Linked DNA regions of Capra hircus: region 1 is linked to region 2. The links are chromatin contacts, called in public Hi-C maps. All regions are on one chromosome and are shown on one strand. Each heading gives the region's core, a stretch centred on a gene start, on an enhancer-like site or on the middle of the called end of the contact. The rest is flanking DNA. Distances are from core to core; before and after follow the strand shown. Region 1 holds the start of MAP3K5 (mitogen-activated protein kinase kinase kinase 5). Region 2 overlaps MAP3K5 (mitogen-activated protein kinase kinase kinase 5).

What was found. Hi-C and Micro-C count contacts between places; a contact is called where the count stands out from the background.
Region 1: a Hi-C map of blood shows a contact between it and region 2, with 2.8 times the contacts expected there. The contact joins the promoter of MAP3K5 here to the enhancer-like site in region 2. A contact is called at or near these places in 4 of 5 Hi-C or Micro-C datasets (blood and liver).

What each region holds. Positions count from the first base shown.
Region 1 is chr9:61,884,026-61,889,966 of ARS1.2, forward strand. It overlaps MAP3K5 (mitogen-activated protein kinase kinase kinase 5), which reads right to left and starts at 1,533. Exons shown (of 30, transcript XM_005684842.3): 1 at 658-1,533. The coding sequence starts at 1,081.
Region 2 is chr9:61,678,578-61,683,841 of ARS1.2, forward strand. It overlaps MAP3K5 (mitogen-activated protein kinase kinase kinase 5), which reads right to left. Exons shown (of 30, transcript XM_005684842.3): 24 at 3,570-3,755. Among named protein-coding and RNA genes, the nearest start is that of MAP7, 29 kb to the left of the region's middle. Within about 2 kb of position 2,919, at least 2 of the 5 cell types and tissues checked have an H3K27ac peak or open chromatin away from gene starts, as enhancers often do.

The DNA.
Region 1 (5,941 bases), core at 283-2,782, 200 kb after region 2:
AAATTCCAACAGAGATATCACGCAAGTTTAGTGTCAAGTTACAAAAGTTGCTTTTCAAAGTAATTACTTGACAATTCAAATTGGTAAGAGATGGGAAATCAAGCCACTAAACTTCAGGGAAAGGGAGTTGGGAAGATCGTGACATAACATGCAAATTCACACAGATCCGCTCTGCGTGCAGCTGGCTGCGTGGCAGAAGTCAGAATTTTTGTACTCTCAAAAGTACACGGAAAAAAATGAGGACATCTTCTAAAACAGGCACAGGTATATATAGAAGGAAAATGTGGGCCAAATCTAACAGAAGAGAAACCAAAACACTGAATAGGGCAGGGCTGACTGGGACAAGTAACTCGCACTGCAGGCGAACAGAAGTTCTTCAAGAGGACCACACGCACCCCTGGATTCCCAGAGCGGGCCGGCGGCCGGGGGGTCAGACTCTCTGCCACGAGCTGCGAGCGAGCCGAGCAGTCACGCAGCGCCGCTCGCTGCCCCTAAGGTGGGGCAAGAAGTAAATAAGTAAGATGCTCGATTGCTGCCCAGAAACTGATCGATTTTTCCTACGGGGGCAGGGGGGTGGGGGTGGGAAACAACAGCTTTCCCCCTGCGGTGGCCCCCGACCGCGGAGCCTGGGGCCCAGCATTGTGAAGTCGCACGCACCTGCATTGTAAAATCGGTCCAGCACCGCAGTTTCTCCAAAGTCCAGTTTCCCAAAATGCAGGGTCTCCAGGGCGGCGCCCACCGTCTCGCAAGCCTCCCGCAGGCACTGCAGGGCCTCGCTCTCGGCCACCACCAGCTGCCCCTGGCTCGCCTCGTTGATGACATAGGCCACCGTGGTCCGTCGGCCGCCTCCGCCCCCAGAGTTGCCCCGGCACCGGGTGGCGCTGCTCCCAGAGGTGGCACTGGGACACCCGGCGCCGGGAGCGGCGGCACTTTCCACGTTCCAGAAGCTGCCCGGTGGCGGCGGTGGCAGCTGGGTCTCCTCGCCCTCGGCCGCCGTCGCCGCTCCTCCCCTCCGGTAGCTGCCGCCCTCGGCGAAGGGTGGCACGGAGAAAGTGATGCCCTCGCCCGCCTCCGCGCTCATCTCTCCCGGCCGGACTGCCGCGGCGGCGTCTCCCGCCCAGCCGCACCGTCTGGCCAGCCACAGCTCGGGGCTGCTCCGTGCGCGCCTGGCTAAGCAGCTGCCATCCCGCGTTGCGCCTTCCGCGCCGCGCCGCCGCCTCCTCTCCGGCGCCCTCTCCCCCGAAGGGACGCCGCTGCCCGGCGGCGGCTCGCCCCTCCTCGGCGCCTCCGTGGCCGCGCCGCTCGCCCGCTGCAGGGTGTAGAGTACAAGGGGTGGGGAGCCGGGCTGAGCGGGAAGGGACAGGGCTTCCTTTTCTTGGCCGGCGGACAAGTCGGCTCGCGAACCTGCTAGGCGGTGCGGCTCAAGGGCGCCGCTCTCCGGGTGCGATGCGCCCTGGCCACCCGGGAGCGCGGTCCCGGCTCCTTCCGTGCCGGGCACCCTGGGAGGGGCCGGGGAGGGCGCCCTCTGGGTGGGGAGCTACCTGGCCAGCACCTCGCGGGCGGGCAGACTCCCTGGACCGCGTCCCGGAACAGCGGCAGCGGCCGCCGAAGGGATCCGCCTCCTTCCTCGGCGGCAGCTCCCCTTCATCGGCTCTATTTCCTCCTCCTGCCCCGGCCCCGTTCTCTTCCGATTGCCGCGGCCGCTTCGTCCCCGGCACCAGCCTGGTAGCTCGAGTCTCCCCGCTCCTTGAAGCCGCTCGCCCGGTCCGCCACCGGCTTTTTGCCGCCCACTCGTCGCGGCACCGAAAGTCTGGGCCCGCCCCGGGGGAGGGCGCTGCTGGGAAGCTCGAGTCCGGACGAAACCGACCGCGTCGCGGCTCCGGGACCACGGCCCAGCCCGGAGCACCGCGCGAGGCCAAGGTTCTCCTCCGTCACCCACTGGGCTCCCCACCCAAGACAACCTGGAGTAGGCAAAAGCCCGGAGAGCACGCGACTATAGGATGGCACAAAAAAAGTCTCTCTTGCGAATACTCGGGTCTTCTCAGCCAGCGCCAGGAGGCACGCGCCACGTTCCCCGTAACCACGGCGCCCTCCTCCGGCCGGTGCCGGCCTAGCACCGCCGTGCGGTCGGGTCCCATGTGCGCCCGGGGAGCAAGAGGGCAGCGTGGGGAGGCCCGCGTGGCGCTAGGCCCGAGGATTTTAACTACGGTCCTGCAGGCGGCCTCAACTGGAGAGTGGTGTATTGGTGACAGTGGCTCTGCGGGAGTGGCAGGCTGAATTTATCGGGTCTGCCCCTGGTACTTTACGTTTTCAAGTTTTCAATAGCTCTGCTGTCGTGAATCGGAGAAGGCGATGGCACCCCACTCCAGTACTCTTGCCTGGAAAATCCCGTGGGCGGAGGAGCCTGGTAGGCTGCAGTCCATGGGGTCGCGAAGAGTCGGACACGACTGAGCGACCTCGCTTTTACTTTTCACTTTCATGCATTGGAGAAGGCAATGGCAACCCACCCCAGTGTTCTTGCCTGGAGAATCCCAGGGACGGGGGAGCCTGGTGGGCTGCCGTCTATGGGGTCGCACAGAGTTGGACACGACTTAGCAGCAGCAGCAGCAGCTGTCGTGAATAATTGATTAGCTCCAAGTGCTGAACGGTATAGTATTTGCATTCCCATTTGAGTTTATAAAATTTCCCCCAACGCACCGTATACTTACTTGAGTTAGAAAACCGGTTCTATCCTGGACTTGGCAAATCATCTATCTGCCAGATGAAAGAGGGAAATTAAGCAATTACTTCAATTTTTTTTAATTGCACTAGGGGTGGGGCTGGGGAGCGGGGAATGCCTGGCTTGCTTAAGAGCAATCAAAGAGTATCTACTTACTTGGGAAGTAAAAACATATGTGCAAGTTCTCAGAGAACTTCTCCAGAATGCTATAACTTCAGGAGAATCAGTGGAACCTACAGTGAAATAAAGTAACAGGTTTGGACTTTGCATCTCCAGGAAGCGAGATGATTAAGTTCTATGAAAAAGGTAGAAGAATACTGCAAATTACATGCAAGCTAGGCGGGAAGGGGCGCTTCCCTGCTGGGTCAGTGGTGAAGAATCCATCTGCCAGTGCCAGAGTGGTGGGTTCTGTTCCTGAGTGGGTAAGAAGGAAATGTCAACCCACTCCAGTATTCTTGCCTGAGAAATCCCATGGACAGAGGAGCTTGGCAAGCTACAGTCCATGGGGTTGCAAGTATCAGATGACTAAACAACAGGGGGAAAGGAGGGATAAAATAGTTAAGTAGGAAGGGGTTAAAAGAAGAAAGGAAATAATGAGGGGAAACACCTAGCAACTGAACAATTGTATCTGCACAACTGTATCCTCAATGAAGCCAAGTGACCTTAGCTTTTTCTAAAGATTTGTAAAATAATGGAAGTAAACTTCTGGTAAGGAAATTGCAATCTATGTGATCCACATCTGCTTTTGAACTTGATACCATAGGAAAATAGATATTTAACGAATTGCTGATCATACAGAAGCAAAACATGGGTGGATTACTAATAAATATATATCTTTTAATATTTCCAACACCTTGTCAAACCTCCAAACTTCTGTGAAAGTATACAATCCTCTACCCCATCCTGACCCAAAACAACAAATGCAGCAGAGTCTTTGGGACCATATCTGAAAAACTAGAATGCCCAAATTCTCAAATAGCATTTGACTACACAAATAAGGCCCAAGAGTATTCATAAAGCTATTTTCTAAAAACCATAATTTTTAGACTATGTCACCTTTGCTTCCCTTCCAGATTTTTTTCAGAGCCATCATTCATACACAGTTTGTTTTACTTTGGTCACTTTGTTTTATTTAGACTTGATTTAATATCTTCAAAGATGTTACTAATTACTGGCACCCAAACTCCAATACAGTGCTGGAAGAAAAAGCAGTTCTTGGTCCCAAGGCTCTCCCAGCAAACGGGCATGGTTTAGCTGGTTAATCTTACACAGCCTGTTCTAGAGGAATCCAGATGAAATTTCCATTTTTATAGCTGATGAACAGTTCAAAGTGTATAAATTCAAATAGTTCAGTTCACAACTCAAATTGAATCCTGTGTATAGGCAGGGATACCATGCTGAGGGCATGGGTGTGGTGCTGAAATCCCCATACCCTTCAGTTTGCCATGCCTGCCTCAGGGCTTGTGGGTCTGGAGGAATGAAAGCCTTTTTCTAATTGCATCACCCAAAAGTTGCTTTTTGCAATTCATCTGTATATAAGAAGCAGGGTTTTCTAATCCAAAAGCACGTCTAACATGGTAGTGGTGGACAGGAGAGAAATCATTGCCTGGCTTGGGCTTCCAGGTTTACTCCTGAAGAGATAAAAGGGAAAACTTTAAACCTGAAATGGACAAGTGTCTTCTAGCTAACTAGCTTTTACTTTAGGTGACACATTTGCCCCTTTCTCTGCATCCTCATGTAGATAAGTAGGAATATTATATACTCTTAATTCCAAAAAGTATTAAATTCTATGTACAAAACAAGGTAAATATAATTTTAAAGTATCAGGAATGAACAAGGAAGCTAGTAAAAGGTATCAAGCAGCTAGGATAAACTAAAAATTTGATTGCTAAATTTAGCTCTGTGTTTTGACTGTCAAAAAGAAAACACATAAAAGTACATAAAAAATGTACTTTAAAAGAAAACACGTGTGTACATAAAAGTACACATATTCATATGAAGAGTCAAATCTTAATCTGGCACTGAATTCTATGAAGACTTTATTACATAGACTCTGATATGGAGGACTCTGGGCAATACAATGCAGTTGAATATGGATTTGTAATAAGTATATATGTTCTTCAGACTTAGATTTAATATTTTTAAAGCCAAGGTCATAATATTAAATATTAATTCAGTGAAGGCATTTCAGAGGAATATGTCAGATACAATGCTTTCTAGTTATATTAACTTAAAAAAATAGGAATTGAGGGGATTGTATTGTTTATTGCAAGCTCACAAATTGGCATTCTGCATCAGGGACAAAAAGAATTCAAGGAAATAGAGAAGTAACATATTGTTTAGATCCGTACCACAAATAGAGGCCTCGGTAGAAGCTCTTGGCAAAGATTAAACCATACTGAATGAATGATAGAATTATAATATCATGAATAGTCTGTGACATCTTTATTTTTTAATTTTTAAAATTTATTTTGGCCTTACTGAGCATGTGGGATCTTAGTTCCCTGACCAGGGATCAAACCCATTCCCGTTGTAGTAGAAGCATAGAGCTAGAACTATTAGACCATCAGGGAATTCCCCTGTGATATCTGTATACTTTAAAAAGGCATGGGAGCCTGAGTCTGAGATGAAGAATCTTGCAGACCGGTAAGCTACATGTATTTCCTTTGTATCAGTACAAACTCCTAAGCACAGGTGTTTCTGTAATTATGATACACTGGGAAAATTCTCTATGTTCAATGGCCCTCAGACTCACACATCCACTTCAGTAATCACATGTCAGTCTAACTTCACCCTGTGCCCTAAATCTCTGTGTCATTAAGAAGCTGAAAACTTCAGAAAGCAGATTGGCAGCTGTGATGTATAATATAGAACATTTCATGAAAAAAAAAAAAAAAAACATGGCAGCAGAGCTGAAGTTTACTGGTTGAAATTATATCCTCATTCAGAATCCATCACACTTCCCCTTAGAGATTATCCTTGGGACACCTTTGAGAACACCTACAGGTAAGGTAAAACTTTTTCCTGAAAAAGAGCTAGAGAAATATAAAGGAGAGATTTCTGCTTCTGATTATGACCAGTTTAAATAATACTGATCAACCCTCTCACCAGAGAAGACTAAGAATGCTGGATAAAATTTAAAATAGAGGTATCAAAGAACTAATGAGAGAATGAGGAGCTATCTGACCAGATTCTCGAACAAAGGACAGAGATTCAGAGGGC
Region 2 (5,264 bases), core at 1,669-4,168:
TCAAAATGAAGTTTGGTGATTCCCATGTAAGCAAGTGAGATATACCACTTCAATGAAAGGCAATCTAGTTAAATGGGAATGTTGCCTCTTTGGGACTCAGTATCTGCAGCTTCTACCTTTTATGATGTCAGCAGATTGGATGGTGGAAGTGATAAAGGAAGGGAAAAAAAAAAAGAGTCCCACTCCAGTATTCTTGCCTGGAGGGTCCCATGGACAGAGGAGCCTGACAGGCTACAGTCCATGAGGTCGCAAAGGGTTGGACATGAATTAAGTGACTCAGCACACACATATGCATCAAGACTATGTATTTCCTTTTTATGCTTAAATGTTATGGCTGCTGTTCAACACAACCAAGCACTTCAGCATAATGTGATGACTTGAAAGTGCCAGTCACCGCTTAAAGGGGGAATATGAGAACACACGTGCTGCCTACAGACCTGCCACGGCCGCGCCTTGTTTTCCACCCCACAATGGCTTTTATTTTTTTTTAAAGGGGAATAAACTGCTGAACTATTCCAGACGATCTGTTTACATTAAAAATCTTTGTTGTAAGACTATCTTTTTAAAGTGACTCGCAATGTTTCACTTATTTACACAGACACTGACACAGATATACGCATTACCTTTCTTTTTAAAAATTATGGTAAAACATGCATGCCATCAAATTTACCATCTGAACTATTTTTAAGTGTACAGCTAAAGTGGCATTTTTAAGTGGCATCAAGTACGTTGACACTGTTGTGCTAGTGTGAAATGAAACATTTCCTGCTGTATCACTGGGCAAGAAATTGCACAGCTGTCAGCGATTTCAGGCCTCCTAATGTGACTGAGGGCTCCCAAAACTGTGATCTAGCAGATGCCACCATCCCCAACCATGGCAATTGCTGGTGGAGTGAAGAGATGGGATGCCAGAAGCAGCCATCCACCACACCTGCCACCCCTTATGGTAAAAAAGGAATTAAGGATGTAAAGCATCTAGAAACAGATTTGCCCTCTGATAGCTGAGGTGCCTGTGAAAGGAATGAATTCAGAGAGCCCAGAGGCTTGCCTCTTTCCCTATATAGAAAACACTAAATTCCTTAGCTTGATATCTGGTTTTCCTTACTATTTAACAATAATCTTTGATGTTCAGGTTGCTTGCCCCCTTTGCTGCAAACTTGTATATAGCCTGACTCCCTCTCCTGCCTGCTCTGAGCAGATTTCACAGAGCTACTGAGAGGCTGTCTCCTGGGCTCCGGGTCCTTAACATTCCCACCAAATAAAGTAACTCTCTACTTTCAGGTTGTGGCTCATTTTTTAGTTAACACTATCATCACCATTGCTCATCTCCAGAACTCTTTTCATCCTGCAAAACTGAAACGCTACACCCATTAAACAATGATTCCCCTCTGCCCTCTCCTGACAACCACCATTCTACTTCCCATTTATGAATATGACTACTCTAAGTGTCTCACACAATGAAAATCGTGCAGTCTTTTTGTGTCTGGCTCATTTCACTTAGTGTAATATATCAGAACTTCGTTCCTTTTTCAGGTTGATAATATTCCATTGTATGGGTAAGCCATTACCTTTTTATAAATGACTTTTATCATAAGGCTAAGAGAGGTTTATTCAAAATTTGGTTTAACTCCACTAATTTCTGGTTGACCTGGGTCTTTAAGAAAAGACGCTATTTTTCCCAACAGGAGTCTGACTAGAGATCTTAGAGGAAGCTGGGGAGAAGGTGACCTAGCTGTATTCTCACACCAGAAGCTAGAGTTCCAGTGGCTCATTCCTGCCCTTGATCATCTTCATCAAAATCCCCCAGTGTAGATGGCTGGCTGTCTGAGGAATTCCTCAGAGTGGTTGTTCCCAAGGAAGTGGACCATTGCTAGGTTCCCACTTGTTCTAGGAAATCCCTTCAGAATGATTTTGTCCTGGCACTTTCTTAAAGGACTCGCCTGATTATTTGACTAATGTGGGTACAACATTTAGTAACTAATACTCTTTCTCTCAAGGGTCCCAAAGAGAAAATGGAGGAGGGGTCCTCTATCACCAGGACCAGCTCCTCGCAGCCCCTCATTAAACAGTATATTACATCCAGGCCATTCTTTGGGTTCATTCCCATCCTGGACAGTGCAAGTCCATCCGGGACACCTCTAGTCAGAGCAAGAGCAGAGGTGCGTGTGTGTGTGTGTGTGTGTGTGTGTGTGTGTGTGTGTGTGTGTGTGTGTGTGTGTGTGTGAGAGACTTGGTCTGTGTGTGTGTGTGTGTGTGTGTGTGTGAGAGACTTGGTCTGTGTGTGTGTGTGTGTGTGTGTGTGTGTGTGTGTGTGTGTGTCAGTGACTTGGTCTGTGGCCCAGGATTACAACTAACCCACTCTCAATCTGAACTCTACTTGCCTATTTGCTTTCCAGCCTCTAGACTGGAAGCCAAATGTGTGAGCAAGTTGCAAACTCACTAAGTTATTTGATTCTATTTGCAGCTGGCTGGGGTTCCCTAGTTACAGCGAAAGTGTGCCTTTAGCATTATATTAGTGACAGGCCTGGCCAGTTGCTCTCATTTGCCATGACGTCAATTGAGTCAGGAGTGTTGCCCTGTCTACAATACAGCAGAAGACTGAGCAGCTTGCACAGAGTTCCAGGGAAAACAAGGTCACTGAAGGATTACAATTTCGTTTTAAATCAGGGATCTTTTGATGCGCCAAAGGCAACTGTCAAGACATCTTCTAGGTAGGAGCAATAAACTCATTAGGACTGAGTCAATTTGGAGAATTTACCTAAAATGATGCAAAGTGCTTCCCTATTCACATGGCCGGCACCTTGGGAACTCTCTTATTTCTGTCTCCCGCAGTCAGTTGTAAGGGCTTCTGGGAGGGACTTCAGGCTTTTTTTGGTACAAGTTCCACAGGCAAGTCTCATTCAAGGATATCACATATGGTTTGAATCAGGCTTCTGGAAAACTGGCTTCAAGTTTGTGTTGCATAGCAACTCGCTATGAGAGCGAGGAACTGTCAGTGATCTCTCACCAGAGCCTGTGAATTAATTTTTATCCAATGATGCCCTGTGCTCTAAAGTATATTTTTGGCTAGGGAGTAGTGAATATTTTTTAAACAAGTATGTTTAAAATGTTCTGTTTGGAAAACAGAGCAAGGGGGGAAAAATTGATCATTCTGATCATTCTGATCTGTACGGTTACATTTTTCCGAGTGACCACTAGATGGCACTTTTCATATATAATAGAAAGCAGGACTAAATAGTGCTCTGTTGCTAAAATCATCAAAATAAATAGTGACCAACTACATGATTTCATAAGAACAAAGTGCAGCCATGGGAGATGTCTGTGAGTGTTGTTATTTTCCACGGTGTTCCATTTTATGTGTATCTAACCTGGGGGAGACACCAGATTATATAACAAAGCTAGTGCTTCGAGGCACACAGACAGGCAACCATCTCATACTTACTCATGTTCTAAAGAGAAAAGAATTCATTACAATGATTAAATAAAGAAAAAGCAACAGAGCTTATGTTTTTATCCTATTTTTCTGACTAATTTTAGCTGGGAAAACATGGGCGAAACATTATACTTACAGCATCTTGAAAACCAAAGAGCACCACCTGGACCTGACTGATCCCGTGGCTGTCAAAGTCCAGCTCCAGCTTCAGCTTAGACAGGGTGGTGGCTATGATCTTCCGGTCCGTGGACCTCACAAATTCTCTGAGGCTTGTGACGAGAGTTGTGATGTGTTCCCATTTTAGTTTAGGTTCTTCGGCCCCCTGTGAATAGTAACCAACAATCTGTCAGCCGGTCAGACTTTTCTGTACTGGATGTATCAGCCCTGGGCCTGTCGCCCTCACAGCCCCTGTTGAGAACTGAACTTTTTTATACATAGTATCAATAGCTCCCTGCTAAGGGGGAACAGCCATATTTGAACTATGGCTTCTCCCCCTGCAAAAAAAAAAAAAAAAAAAAAGAAAGGGAAGACCTTGGGAAGGACAGAAACCCACCACATATACTGTCCGACAGCCGTGATGTAGTCAGATGGACAAACAGAGACAGGCAGAGGCTGGGAGATTCCACTTTCAGAAATTATAATTGGGAGCTAAGGAGCGATTCAGGCAAAGAGCCATAGGATTTCAGGCTCAAAGTCTGCCCAGAGAGAGAAGTCACAAAACAGGGTGAGAGTACATTGAGTTATAAGGAAGCACAAGGAATAGGGTTGAGAAGGACGATTGGGAGAGAGAGAAGTAGATGGAAATGGGTGCCCACAGCAACCAAGCCAGAGAAGCACAGACTGCGGGACTTGAAGGCCTTGGAATTACACTCCAGTTTCTGTCTCTGTGAGGTTCCGAGAGACGCTGTGGTTGAACTCAACCTGAGAATCCATGTGTCTGCCTACATGTTCCTAGTCCTTCAAGTGCCCTTGAAAACACATCAATTCTTTGTCATCAAAAGCAGCTAGCATAAGTTGTCTCTTTTACACATAGTATCAATACTGTATATGTTTCAATCCCATCTCCCAATTCATACCACCCTGCCGACCCCCTCAGTATCCATACATTTGTTCTCTAGCTCTGTCTCTATTTCTGCTTTGCAAATAAGGGCGTCTATATCATTTTTCTACACATATTCATTAATATATGATATCAGTTTTTCTTTTTCTGACCTACTTCACTCATGGAATCCTAAATGGGAGGGAAACTCAAAACGAAGGGGATATATGTACATGTGGGCTTCCCAGGTGGCACAGTAGTAAAGAGCCCACCTGCCTATGCAGGAGATGCAAGAGACTTGGGTTTGATCCCTGGGTTGGGAGGATCCCCTTGAGTAGGAAATGACAACCCACCCAGTATTCTTGCCTGGAGAATCCCATAGACAGAGGAGCCTGGTGGGCTACAGTCCATGGGGTCACAAAGAATCAGACACGACTGAACATGCACATGTATGTATATGTACAGCTGATTAATTCTGCTGTGCAGTAGAAGCTAACATAATATTGCAAAGCAACTATATTCCAATAAAAATTAATTAACAATAAAAACATACAAAACACTTTGCTATTAAAAGGAGCTTGCTTCAAACTTTATCCTGGAAACCATTCTTTACACACCAATAAGGCAATCAGTAATAAGAATGGATCAAATGGATGACTTCACATATTAAAAATTAAATATTTAAACAAATTCCCTTCCTCAAGTTGAACTTCTACTTTGAGCAAGAAACGTTATTACTTAAAGGAAACATAGTAGAATGCTATTGATCCTCATTTAAGAAAGAAAGGGATT